2 separate regions of the Mus musculus genome follow, and region 2 is linked to region 1. The links are chromatin contacts, called in public ChIA-PET maps. All regions are on one chromosome and are shown on one strand. Each heading gives the region's core, a stretch centred on a gene start, on an enhancer-like site or on the middle of the called end of the contact. The rest is flanking DNA. Distances are from core to core; before and after follow the strand shown.

Region 1 (7,159 bases), core at 1,276-3,775:
CAGCCTAAAAAGCCTAAAGAGCTCAGAAAGATGAAGAGACTCACCCAAGGTGAGTCACTTAATAAAAGGGACTAGAGTTGAATGTCAAGTCCATTGAAACCCATCTGGTGTCCAAACTTCCCCCACTCTGCCCCCACCTGTCTGGCCACAATGGGCAGAACTCCCAGGGTGGTTGGCTGTGAAATTTCTTGTGGCCCTATTTGTTCCTTTGCTTCATTTTGTGGCTTTTCATTCTGTGATCTCTGGCTCTCATCCCATTCCCTAGGGCTCAGACCAGACCCAGGCCAAGCAGCAGGGGGTGCTATACTCCACTCTAGAGCAGTCCCAAGGAGCCAACAGGGAAGAATTAAGGTGCTGGCTCTGAAGAACACTGTCCCTAACACCACCAGGCACCTACTAGCTCACGACTTGCCCCTGTGGCCTGCTGGGGCAATGCAAGGCGAGCAGACACACCTCTTAGGCAAAGGATGCTCAGCGCAAACCAAGTATGCAATTGTGCTGGTGTCTTTATCGAGGAAGTCACTGTCCAGGCACACTAGCACTTACTCTTTGCCATGGCCCTTTTATACGTCCAGATCTTTCCTCTCTGAAGAGTACTTTCCTGCCTTCATGCCAGCACCTGCAAGGGACCCAAAATGCTGGCACAGTAGTACATACCTCAGGAGCTGAGGGAAGAGAATCAAGGCCAGCTTGGACTACGTAGTGAGACCCTGTCTGAAAAGGAGAAACAAGGGAAAAACAAAAAACCTGCTCTGGAGACACAGCTCAGTTGGCGGGGTGTCTGCCCACCATGCATAAAGCTCTGGGTTAATCTCCAGCACGTAAGAACCAGGCAGAAGAGCACAGCTGTGATCCAGGGTTCAGGAGGATTGCCAAGGTCATCAGGACGACATGAGCTATGAGAAACTGCCTCACAAATGGGCTCAGTGGGTAAAAACACTTGCTGTAGGGGTCAAATGCAGTACACTCAGTTCTCTGGACCCACAGTGGGGAGAATGGTTTACCGAAAGCAGTCCTCTACCTTCACACAGTACCTCATGCTTATGCACGGGGCACACACACACACATAAATCTTAAAAAGTAACAAAATACAAACAAACTAAAATCACAATAACAATAAAAACTCAAACCCAGGCCAACAAGATGGCTCTGAGGATAAAGGCACTTAGCACCGAGCCCAAAGACCTGAGTTTGAACCTTGCATCCCACCCGGTAGAAATCAAAAATCAACACCCACAATTTATCCTCTGATTTATACACCCATGCCACAGCAAATGTCCACCTACACACACACACACACACACACACACACACACACACACACAACTAGCTAACTAAATAGAAGCTTTAAAGCCCTCAAATGCCAAGGCTCCTGAGCACTGTGCCTTTACTCTGTGGCTTCTGTCTTCAACCTGAAACTCCTACAGCTTACTCTGTGTGTGTGTGTGTGTGTGTGTGTGTGTGTGTGTGTGTGTGTGTGTGTGTGTGTGTGTGTGATGTGAGTCCCCGGAGGACAGAGATGCCAAGCAAGGATTCTAAAACAACCTTGAGACCTCCCCACTCAGAAGGAGGGGTGGCAAACTCCATTTCCCAAGAGCCTACCAGCAGCATCCTTTGAAGGAAGAACCACCTCGAAGTCTCCACCTTGAAGGCTGACCTTCAAACCCCAGGTCAGGCAGGGGATGGTGGAACCAGAACTAGCCCACAGTGTGACAAGGTGGGAGCCCCTGAACGGTGTCTTCAGACACAGGCTCAAAGCTATTTGCTTGATGTAGGTCATTGTGGCTAACTGTGACTAAAGGCATATCCACTCCTTCTCCCCCATCCTGTTTTTTACTTTTCAGTTTTTCGAGACAGGGTTTCTATGTGTAGCCTTGGCTGTCCTCAAACCTGTTTTTGTTTGTTTTGTTTTGTTTTGTTTTGTCTTAAGACAGTGTCTCCTGTGGTGCATGCCTTTAATCCCAGCACTCGGGAGGCAGAGGCAGGCTGATTTCTGAGTTCAAGGCCAGCCTGGTCTATAAAGTGAGTTCCAGGACAGCCACCAGGGCTATACAGAGAAACCCTGTCTTGAAAAACAAAAGAACAAAACAAAAACAAAAACAAAAACAAGACAGTGTCTCCTGTAGCCCAGGTTGGCCCAGGCTTGCTATGTAGCCCGTGGCGACTTTGAACTTCTGATTCTCCAATTCCTTAGTGCTGAGATTCGAGGATCAAACTCAGGGTTTTGTTGATGCCAAACAAGCACTCCACACCATACACGGCCCTTGACCACCCTCTTCCTCTTTACATAGGGGCTTGTCAACAAAGGACCTGGAACCCACATTATGGCCCTGAGTGGCCTTCACCTCCAGAATGTCAGGATTACAGGTGTGCACCCCCATACCCAGGCTCCCGCTTATCCTTTCAAGAGTCAGCTAGCTGATCAGCAAACTGGAGAAGGTACCCAGCATCAACCCTGGCTGGCCAGACAGACAGAACTCAGAGCTGATCCCCGACTCCGCACAGCATATCCTCTGGTTTCTTTTTCTCTTTAATCATTAAATCACACACAAGCCAACAAAAACACGGCAGTCAGACACTCCCCTATTTCACACAGCCCTTCTTTCCCCTCCTGCAGAATTTTGCGGTAAAACTTCAGCTTTACAAGAACATGCAACAGAAAGAATTAGGGAACTCAGGCGATCCAAAACCAGCTAAGTGATGGTTTCGAATTTTTAAAATATATATAATGTAAAGCAGTTCCGAGAAAAGTGAAGTCACGGCCTAGGTTGCTTATTCTCAGTTCTTAGAAAAGAGCATTTCAAAGAGGAAGCTGAGTGGGGAGGGCACACAGGCTGCCGCCAGAGCCGCGGTCTGGCGGGTGCTCACTGATAAACTGACTTTGATTTGGCAGCTGAGAACTGAAGCCTCCGGATGCATTTTCATTTGGCGCTGTCAGGGAGGAAACAGCAGCCCCCAATAGTGAGAGTTCTGAATGTGCAGCGAAACCACAGGCTCAGTTCTGTGCTGGAGAGGCAGGCGACAGCCACTGCCCACTGCCCACTGCCGTTTGCGCCGCCCCTCCCCCCACCGCCTTGACCTCCAGCCAGCCTGCACTTTTCTATGGGTGTTTCACCAGGAGTTACGTGAGGACATGGCTGGGAAGCTGTCAGCAGCTTCGGTTCTCCAGTGGAAAAGTAGGCTTGTGCCACACACAGCTCAACAGCTACTCTGGGGTAAAACAGTTTGGGGACACCATTTTACTAAGAATCCTGTAGCAGAGATCCTGGGGCCTGCATCAAAATTAAGTTTCAGACTGGGGCTCAAGTAACAGACTGCCTAACATGCAGGAGCCAGGCTTTGAGTTTGATCCCCAGACCCACAAGAACTAGGTGTGGGGGTGCACACCTGCAATCGCAGCACCAGGGAAGTGCAGGCAGGAGGAGCTGGGCTTCATGATCATGCATAACTGCACAGTGAGATTGAGGCTAGCCTGGAACATGAGATGATGCCTCAAAATTAATTAATTTGAGACCTAAGGTATAGCTAGCTCAGCTGTAGAGTCTGCCCAGCATGCAAGAGGCCCTGGGCTCTATCTCCAGGACTGAAAAATTGTGTGTGTGTGTGCATATGCATGTGTGTGTATACTGTGTGTACCTGTGTGTCTGTTTATTAAATTCCAGTGCAATCAAAAGCAACTGATCAACTGTCCCAGACAAGGGAGACCTTAAGGAGACACGACGGCCAAGTAGAATGTGGAATCCTGGGGAAAAATGAATAAAGAAACCAGAACAAACTATAAATTTGGTTACTAACTTTTCAGTATTTGTTCATTAGTTAATTTGTTAATTAATTTTAACATCCATGCCATACTAATGTAAGATATTCATGATAGGAACCTGGTATGTCTATAATTTAAGACATCCTGGGTTTGAGCCCCAATACTGCATAAACCAAGCTTAATGGCGCACACCTGTGATCTCAATACTCAGGAAGCTGAGGCAGGAGGATCAGGAGTTCCAGGACAAACTTGGCTACAGAGACCATGCAAATAAATAGGCAAATAAAAATATAAACAGCTGCACTATTTTGGCAAATTTTCTGAGGCTCAAACAACGTACATTGGAGCTGGAGAGATGGCTCAGCAATTAAGAGCACTTGCTGCTCTTCCAGAGGACCTGAGTTTGGTTCCCAGAACCCACACAGGGATGCTCAGACCTGCTGTAACCCCAGCTCAAGATTCCAAGGTCCTCTTTTAGACTCACACACACACAAATAAAAATAGACCTAAAAAATGAATGGTTCAGCAGTCAAACACAGATCACTTTTCAACTTGGCCTTCCTTTAAAAGAAAATGTTAGCACCTTTAACACAGCACTCAGGAGGCAGAAACTCATCTGCTCTACATAATGAGTTCCAGGAAAGCCCAAGTTCAAGGCCAGTCTGAACTAGAGACACTGCCTAAAAAGGTAGGGTGGGGAAGGCAGGGTGAGGAGGGGAGGGAAGGAAGAAGGGAAGGCCAGAGAGACTGACTACTGCTGGCTGGCTGGCTGGCTGGCTGGCTGGCTGGCAGGAAGGCAGTCATGCAGAAAGATGAATCAGCTGGTAGTCTTTACGTGGGATTGTAGGGCACCATCCTCCCAGCACAACAGACATCCATCAGTTTAAAGGTCAGAGGAGGCTAGCTGGTCGAGTGCTACTCTGGCGTGTGTGAGACCCTGGGGACCCCGTGGTCCAACCCCAGTGCCATTCATTACTACTGTTTTTTTTTTTTTTTTTTTAAGATTTATTTATTATATGTAAGTACACTGTAGCTGTCTTCAGACACACCAGAAGAGGGCGTCAGATCTTGTTACAGATGGTTTGTGAGCCACCATGTGGTTGCTGGGATTTGAACTCCGGACCTTTGGAAGAGCAGTCGGGTACTCTTACCCACTGAGCCATCTCACCAGCCCTCATTACTACTATTCTTAAACCCTATTTATTTATTTATTTATTTATTTGTTTTTCGAGACAGGGTTTCTCTGTGTAGCCCTGGCTGTCCTGGAACTCACTTTGTAGACCAGGCTGGCCTCGAACTCAGAAATCCGCCTGCTTCTGCCTCCCTGGGATTAAAGGCGTGCGCTACCACCACCTGGCTCTCTTTATTTTTTAGGACTTATTTTTTTTTAAGTATTTATTTGAAGTCTATATGCTAGGTTGTGAGGGTTTTCCAGGGGCCAGAAGGCGGCGTCAGATGCCTAGGAACTACAGGGAGTTACTGAAGCTGTGAGCTACCTGGCATGGGGCTGGTAAAGTTTATTTATCAACACTCTCTCTTGGGCTCCAAAGCACCCCACGAACACATAACTAAAGATAAAATCTTTTTTTTAAGGCGTCCATGTAAGCAGGCTGGAGGAGCAGGCCTGCAATCCCAGTTAACCAGAGGCAGGAAGATGGGAAATCTGAGGTTGGCCTGAGCTACAAACTGGGCTCAAGGCCTCGATGCTTTTTCTAGGGGGTGGAGGGCAGGAAGGAGGCAGGTCTAGATCACCTGAGTCCTCATCCTCTCTTGTCCCTCGATGTCCATCTCCTGCCAGGTGACTCCTTAGCTTTTCTGGTGACAAGTACCACCTGATGCTCATGGCAATCCAGGTGAGGCTGGGTGTGGGGGCCGAGTGTGGGGTGTGGGCCACACTCTGGAGGCTGCAGCAGGAGGCCTGCCACATCTGGCTAGCCTTGAAGACACAAGAGCTGGGGCTCTAGCTCATGTGTTTGCTTAACACATACACAGCCTCAGCTTCAGTGTGCTTATGGAAACACTTTCTGTTCATTCTTTCCAAAAACCTAAAACTGTTTTAATAAATCAACATTTTAGGCTGGAAATGTGGCTCAGTAATACAGTGTTTGCTTAGCTTGCAGGAAGCCCTGGGTTCCATCCCCAGCACTGCAGACACAGTAGTGCACACCCGTAATCTCAACGGGCTGGAGGGGAGGGAAGAGAGTCATGAGCTGGAGACTACCTGAGCTATATAAGACCCTGTCTTTAAGACAAACAGATAGTAGGGCTTACTTTTAAAAACTACACCACACAAAAAATGTTACTAGGGCCGGGTGTGGTGGCGCACGCCTTTAATCCCAGCACTGGGGAGGCAGAGGCAGGCGGATTTCTGAGTTCGAGGCCAGCCTGGTCTAAAAAGTGAATTCCAGGACAGCCAGGGCTATACAGAGAAACCCTGTCTCGAAAAACAACAAAAAACAAAACAAAAAAAGTGTTACTAGGAAGAGTCCTACAGCAAGACTGTAACATAAGATGGCCTGCTGGGTCTTTGCCATCCAAATAGGAATCTAGCCTGGGTTGTCAGCAGAAAGCCAAACCCAACACTGATACAACCCCAACAGAAAGGCGTTTCATACAGAAAGGAGGCCAGGACTCTAAGCCTACAGGCTGTTCCACCTTGGATGTCTCTCCACAACAGTTTTGAAGCAGAAGTGCTTGAAAAGTCTGTCTCCATCTTGGATTTTTAAGTTCAACAGAGAATTGTGAGAATTCCCACCATTCTCAACAGCTGGCCTCAGCTTCAGTATGAGCACAATGCATATGAGAGCAAGCTGTCAGCAAGGGGCTGGTACCTGTCCCTACAAGTTGGCAATAGCTGGTGATGGGAGGCAGGCCACTATGCCATTCTGTCCTCACATCTGTAATTTTAATCCATTGGCAACAAACTGAAATTCAGAGGTATGGTCAAGGAGAAAGTGTTATCATTCGAAGAACCAGGAAATGACAACATGAGCTTTCCACGAGCTTCAGCAAGAGAAAGGCACACTTTCGCGCGCGCGCACGCGCACACACACACACACACACACACACACACACACACACACACACACGTAAGTGACGGGGGGGGGGGGGGGCATATGCTTTGCAGCAGCAGCAGGAAGGCAGGGAGGAGTGGCTTAGACAACCGAGGATCCAGTTCCCAGGGTCCAGACGGCTGGCTCAACCAAAGCGAATCTCTTCAAGAAACTTTTGTGATGTTCCTGAGACCCATATGGGGGTAAACTGTTCTTAGAGGGTCCCAGCGCTAAGGAATATTCCTGTGTAAATCTTCCACCTCCAGTTCCCACATGCTTTCGTGGACAGGATTGTCAGAAAGATCCGTCATCTTCACGGCCTGCAGGCAGGGCTCAGGACTGCAGG
Region 2 (7,159 bases), core at 3,131-5,630, 600 kb before region 1:
AGAAAGAGAGGGTCAGCCCACTGGACTAAGTGCTTGGCAGATACATGTCAAGACAGAACATCCCCTATGACCTTGTCCCAGAAAGCAGAGTCTATAGTTCTCTGATAACCAACAGAAAAAGGCAGAGCTTGAGCCTTGACAGACAATATAAGATTTAGAGCTTTTATTGAAAGCCAAAAGTCTCGACAGACAGAGATGCCAGACAGGATCTGAGCAGGGCACTGAGGTCCCTGTTTTGCCTTCCCTGTATAGGCCCACACCCTAAAAGTTGTGCCATGAGGACCTCAATCTCACACATAGACATCATTGTGAAGATCTCACTGGCTACCAGCCCAGCAGGAACAATAAACAAGAGGGTACATACTGACCAAGCAGGGCTGGCACACCCAAGGAAGCTGACCTCCAAATGGAGGCCAGTGTCAAAGGCTTCAAGATGCTTTGGACAAAGAAAGGACTCCAACACCCAGGTCAGACCCAGAGTCTAGAACTATCAACAGCCAAGGCACCAACCAGAACGCTTGTCCACACCCTTGGGCTGTCAAGAGGATGACAGATGTACTTAAGCCCAGAAAAACCACAGTCCACCGTTTGCCCCTAACATACAAACATGAACCCTTCGTTAGAACATGGTAAAAATGAGAGAAAGCCAACACAATCTGGATAAAGCAACAAAGATTGGCAGGTGAAAAGTAGCTCAGAAAGGCTGGGTTCAGCAGCTCAGGTGCCACCCTCAGGAAGAGCTGCACCCCTCTCCTTCTACTGTGTGTGCATTCATGCACTGGGTTAGAATCTTTCCTCAAAGGAACAAAGACCCACCAACTCCCAGGTTCCCTCTCGTCCAGGCAAGAATGCTGAACCTTGCTCTCAGCACATCAGCCACACACATTAGCTAGACTCCATCATGGTGGCCAAGGAATGAAGCAGCAGAGTGACACTAGCATGAATAGCCAGGAAGGAGGAAGAGCCACTGGTGGAGTGTGAGGGTCTAGCCGGCTGGGTCATGGATGCTGAGGGAGCTGATTGAATCTCAATTCTGGGTGTTTGAGGTGTTTCCTGGAGAGCCAGCATCTGAATTAGTGGACCAGGCTGGGACCTTATCAGGACAACCAGGTGCCATCCTTGCACTGAGGACTCCAAACAAAACAAAGGAACCAGGGAAGGTCAATGCTCTCTCTGCCTGACTTCTGGAGCCAGGGGTGGTCCTCTCCTGCCCTGGGGCTCCTAGCTGTCAGCCTGGACCCAGGCCTTCAGACCACATCACTGGATTTCCCAGGCTGCCACTTGCAGACAAGGTTAGGTAAACTCCCTGGCACGCAAGTCATATGAAATCAATACCTCAGGACCTCAGAAAACCATGTGGTTTTCTGGAAAGGTACAGACATCCTATTGGCCCTGCTTCTCTTGAGATCCCTGAAGTATCAGGAGGAAGCTGAAACCTGGAGATGGTGGTGGGCAGCTTTTGAAATGGTCCCCACTGACTCTGATCCTGATAGTCATCCCTAGTGTCATGGCTTCCCACACTGCCGGGCTGTTCTGTGTATCTATAGAACTCAGCGTGCTCTCCAAGGTGACAGAAACCTCGAGACCTCCACCTGGAGCATGTTCTTTCTCTATGGGAGCCACATTGAACAGCCTACAGAAACCTTCAGATTAAGGACCCTAGGCCTCTTATTGACAGACAGACAGACAGACAGAAGACACCAGCCCCTAGTCTGAGACAAGCCTGAGTACACCAACTCTAGCCAGCAACTCAACTTCTACCTCCTGAAAGACCCCTCCCCATCCATTCGCAGACACCTCACTCCCAGAAATCGTGGAAAATTCTAAACACTTGCTGTTTCTGGAGACCAAATTAAGAGATGATTTATCACACAAGAGACAGCTAGCATGATGAGCAGAGATAGAAAATTGTCCTTAGAGTGACCCAATGACTTTGACCCTGTTCTCTAATTGGGAGACTCAATCCCTGATGCAGTAGCAATGCTGAGAGGTGGCCCTTAGGAACTGGGCAGGGGCTGGCGAGATGGCACAGCAGCTACTTACGGCTTTTCCAAAAGACCCAAATTTAGGTCCCAGTACCCATGGGGAGGAAAGGAACTCAAGTTCGAGGGCTCCAATGCCTTCTGACCTCCACTGGCACTAGAAATACACTTGGTGCACAGACACACACAAAAGCAAAATATTGAGACACGTAAAAATTTAAGTAATTTTTTAAAGAACTGATCAGGTTACAAGGGCTCCGCCCTCATCCACCACGGCTTAGTACTAAACATGTCTGTTACAAGAGCAGCTCCTCGGCCTCTTTCCTCCCACTCTCCATGATGTGATGGCTTCCATTGCATTCTGACATGCCAGGAGGCCCCTGAAGGTACAGCCCCTCAACCCTAGCCTTCCCAGCTTCTAGAACTATGAGGCAGTTATTTCTGTCCTGTTCCGCAAGACCAGAGACTTCCTTCAAAGGGACTTCTCATGTAAATGTAGTCTTCTCTTCTCTAACATCTGTCTCCCAGCTGGAAGTAAGTCAATGAATTATTTAGAGATGTGACTTACACAGCCTCACTGCACCTGATTATAGTGCTGCCCATCAGGAGTGAGTGGCAGCCGGGCCCAGGAAAGCTCTGCACAAGTTACACGCCCTTGGTCTTTGTTGAGCCATAGCAGAAGCTGAAAGTCATTAACTTTGAGCAAAAGGAATAAGCAAATGCTAAATCTGCAGCGTGTGTTTGTTTCACCACCAAGCACGCAAGGCTGGTGAAACACGTGCGCACACGCATGAACTCTCATCGGGTGCTTAGAACAGACTGTGCTCTTCTGAGCCTGACTAGCCTAGCTTTTCATCCTTCATCTGTTGCTATTAGAATGCACCTTTGATTAGACAAGGTTTCAGTTAACTAATTAATAAAAAGTGATGGTAGTTAGCATGTATTATCTTCATACAAAGCATATTTTCTGAAGCAAAAATGGTCTCTCATGGTCTCTTTTTATCCATGTGATAATTCATTCAAGTTTTCTTTCTCCCATTTTACAAATAAAGACATTTAAAGAGGTTAGGAGCTCACCTAAGGTCACCTAACTAACACGCTGGCCCCTAAGTCCAATGCCAGAAACTGTACCCTAAACCACTAAGCCACCTGTGTTATAGATCTTGCCACCTGAGCTGGAGAGTGGGGTCAGGGGTTAGAAGAGGGGGCCAGCACATACATGAGCCTCAGCCTATGATAGTCACTCCCCCATGGTGACTGTAGCACACAGCCCTTCTAGCTACCAAGCAACAAGTGACTGAGCAGACCCACTCGCCCGCCAGTGTGGCCAGCTGCTCAGGGGGGTTTCTCCCACTTTCTCTTTTTGAAGAATTTGTCTGTTCTACAGATGTCCTTCCACCTGCAAACTGCCAACTTCCAAGTGCCTGAAACAGTTCTTGCATAACTGGGAAGACTTCACATTATAAACCTCGGTCTCTATCCCATGTGTAGCATAAATTGTTCTCTGGGATTACCACAGCTAAAAAGAGCACTCAATATAAAACACGCACAGCAGCTTGTCAATCGTCTCAAGACTCCAGCAGCCTTCCTCCTCTGTCCACGTCAGTGGATAGGACCATCCTCTCCCACACAGGTGAGGAAGAAGCTGAGCAAGTCACCCAGAAACACAATTTCCAGGAATGGAGCCAGGGCTAAGCTGACTCCTAACACAAGCCAACACAATGAAGGGACCATAGCCCTATCCTGTTACGATGTTCAAAGCCAGTGTCTCTGAAGACTTGAGTCATCGAGCCAGGATACACCACAGAGCTCCAGTGAGGTCACGTGAGATGGAAGACCAGTGAAGAAATGCACAATAGGAACTAATTACTCTACTTCTGACTACCTCTGACCTGGCTCTGATGTCCTAGAGCAGGGCTTCTCAGCCTTCCTAATGCTGTGACCCTTTGATACAGTTTCTCAGGAGGTGGTGACCCCCATACACACACAACATTAAATTATTTTTGTTGCTACTTCATAACTGTAATTTTACCACTACTATGAATCATAATGTAAAAGGCTGTATTTTCTGATGGTCTTAGTTGACCTCTGTGAAAAGGGTAGTTAGAATGCCCCACCAAAGGGGTCATGGCCCACAGGTTGTTAGGATGCAAAGAGAAGAAGCTCAAAGAATGGAATGTAGAAAGGAGGTCACAGGACTGTGCTGAATTACAGGAACATGAAAAGTACTCACGCCACATCACCGAACACAGCCTCTGGACATACCCCAAAGAACCACCAATGTTAGTGTTTTAGCATGAAATGTCCCCCACAGGATCACGTGTTTAGTACTGGGTCCCCAGGTGTGGGAGGTGTGGGGAGGTTATAGAACCTTTAGAGTACAGTCTAGGAAAAAGAAGTGGGTCTTGGTACATTTCTGGTACCAATGTGAGCCCTCTGCTTTCTGTCTGCTGCGGTGATGTCAGCAGCCACATTACCACTTCCTGTCTGCTGTGGTGATGTCAGCAGCCACATTACCACTTCCTGTCTGCTGTGGTGATGTCAGCAGCCACATTACCACTTCCTGTCTGCTGTGGTGATGTTAGTTCTTCCCTAAGTGGCATCTGTCAGATAGATGTTTTGTCACAGTAGACGCTGCTCACGTCACCGAAAATGGGGAAAACTGGGAACAGTCCAAGTGCTAAACTGACCAATTAGTGTGGTCAATTTAATATGCTACATTAGTTCAATGAAATACCACACACAGGTCTACACAAACGGCTAACCTCAAACTGCCTTACAGTAAGAGGTGGCAGGGGAGACAAGATGAGGAACGATGGGGAGTCAGCCGCACATGCAGGGGATATGCATGCCCACAGGAGAATGCACTCAGGAAAAAGAATGGTGCTCTCATAGGAGGTGGGAATTTTAATTCATCATGTTTTATCTAATAAGATATAAATGACATCACAGAAAAAATAATTAGTGCCTCTTAAAATAAGCTTAGTAACATTTATAATTATAGAAATGCTCTTGAAAAATGACCCACCAGCCTAATTTTTCTCCTGTAATATTATAAGACCCGAAACCTTGCTCCCACAAGAAGAGCTGGGAGCAGCACCATTTACCGCAATGCTGTGGGGCCCATTCAGCTCAGTACCTGTGAAGGACACAGCCTGCACATGCCTGCACTCTGACCAGCAAGTCCAGAACCGCTTCCAGCAAACACACTCAAGTGGGAACACAGTGGCAGACACTCAGGTTATGCACCGGGAAGTATCACAGAAGACAAAATGTCCTTACTGTCCACTACGAGCAGACTGGTTAACCCAATCCTAATACAGTCAGGCCAGAACACACCAGGAGCTACTAGAAAGAAGATGGCAACCCTGGGCACACCCCTCCAGAACCTGCCTGGAATGTAGTGTGAAGAAGAGGGGAAGAATACTCATATGTACATAAATCTGCCTCGTGCACACGGAATCCCGGGATTGGCTATGGTTAAGACAGCAGGGAGCAAACTGAGGGGCAGGAAAGGGAAAACACCCAGCAGTTAACCTCCTGACTCACACATGCATGTGTGTCCCTCATTCAAACAAGTGCGTCAGGTGAAAATGCACAACTGTAGCTTCCTTTGGTACTCCCTTTCTGGTTTTCTAGAAGTATGAATGAGCTGTGCTGGCACATGCTTGCAATCCCTGCACTTGGAGACCAAGGCAGGAGGATGCCAAGTGTGAGGCCTGCCTGGGCACCATGCACAGCAAGGCCTTTCTTCAGAGACAAATGGGAAAGAAGGTGTGTGTGGGATTGGCTCACATTCTTGCCTCCCCGCCTGGCCCCGTCTACCTGGCCAGTGCCTGGACCTTTGTGGCATGGCGCTCCTGCTGTTCTGTCACCTTCCGCCTCAGGGCATCCACCTCTTGCCGGAGCGCTGCTGAGTGCTCCATCTCACCGTCAAGGAGATTCCGCAGTGACCTGCAAAAGAGGGCCCCACCGTTCAGAGGCTGTGCATCCATCCCACCCAGATCAAGGCTCATCACTGCCCACAGGCTCTGCACCAACTCAATGCACTTATACCTTAGCTAAGCTGATATTAGCAGACAGCAAACAAAAGCCAAGAGCCTGAGCCCTGGGCAGGTACCTGTGGTAAGACGCTGAGTCCCTGTTCCTGGGATAGTTGAGATCAAGGGAAACAAGGAGGTAGCAAATGCCAAGGAGGTGCTCTTAAGGACACTCCAGTCAAAGGTGTAGCAACTCTGACACACCTCAGTGGGTAAGAGATCTTACAGATGGAGGGTTTCCTAACAGGCCAACTGAATACTCTGCAGAAGAGAAGCACAGAACACCTGCTTGGACTCGATGACAGCGGTCTCTTCCTGCTTCCACTGCTGCCCATAGAGTGCACCAGGACCCACGGTCCACTGCCACCACCATGAAAACCAGTGTGCATGGAGTGGTTATGGAGTACATACTAACACAGCACAGGGTAAGCTGGCATGCATGGCATCCTATGGGGTACATTTTAGCACAGCATTACCTTAGATCCGAATACTTTTTAGCTTTTATAGCATGCCTATTTGCATATACATTTCTACCCCAGAAAGTGACCAGGGGTAGCAGTAATAGGAAGGATCACAAGTTACCACCCTAAGGTAAATCAGGTATGGCTCTGCTTCACTGCACCTAAATGGCTATTTCTAGAAACCCAACTGTGATGTGTTTACAGGCCACATGCAGAGGGTGTCTGCTGTGAATATCAGGATGTATCAGATACACCAAGCCCCACAGTGCCCCGCTGCCACCGAGCTCTCCAAGAGCTTGGAGAGGAGTCTCCTCCTGAAGCATGCCACCCCCTGACAGAAATACCATGGGGGATTCTATCTGGGAAGAAGAAATCAGCATACAGTAGCTGTCATTCTTCCCAAGGGAAGGTGACTCCACGGCTTCTTCCGAGAGAATTGCTCCAGCTGGAAGAACGAGCCTCGCAGAAAATGAGCCTGGCAGTGGAGAGAAGTCTTGGGTGGGAGTTTGTGTGAGGTGGAAATGGCACTGTCTACACCTCTCTTAATAAGAGCCTCTTCTGCTTTAGAAATTATGCTTCTTTGCCTTCATCTGTCTCCATGAAGAACAGCAAGCAGCTTGTCAACTAGACCTGAAATAAGGTCTCAGTGAGAGCCGGAGATGCTGCTGTCACCAGG

The links. ChIA-PET counts read pairs in DNA pulled down with a chosen protein or histone mark.
Region 2: an RNA polymerase II ChIA-PET map of memory CD8 T cells shows a contact between it and region 1, with 11 read pairs. The contact joins two enhancer-like sites. A contact is called at or near these places in 2 of 115 datasets of contacts at active chromatin or transcription factors (memory CD8 T cells and pancreatic cancer cells).

What each region holds. Positions count from the first base shown.
Region 1 is chr16:10,839,862-10,847,020 of GRCm38.p6, reverse strand. Rmi2 (RecQ mediated genome instability 2) reads right to left here. Exons shown (of 2, transcript NM_001162932.1): 2 at 3,786-7,159. The coding sequence ends at 7,044. Among named protein-coding and RNA genes, the nearest start is that of Rmi2, 8.4 kb to the right of the region's middle. Within about 2 kb of position 2,525, at least 160 of the 459 cell types and tissues checked have an H3K27ac peak or open chromatin away from gene starts, as enhancers often do. A contact at or near this core is called in memory CD8 T cells, where this site is marked.
Region 2 is chr16:11,446,157-11,453,315 of GRCm38.p6, reverse strand. It overlaps Snx29 (sorting nexin 29), which reads right to left. Exons shown (of 21, transcript NM_028964.4): 13 at 5,808-5,936. Among named protein-coding and RNA genes, the nearest start is that of Snx29, 130 kb to the right of the region's middle. Within about 2 kb of position 4,380, at least 59 of the 459 cell types and tissues checked have an H3K27ac peak or open chromatin away from gene starts, as enhancers often do. A contact at or near this core is called in memory CD8 T cells, where this site is marked.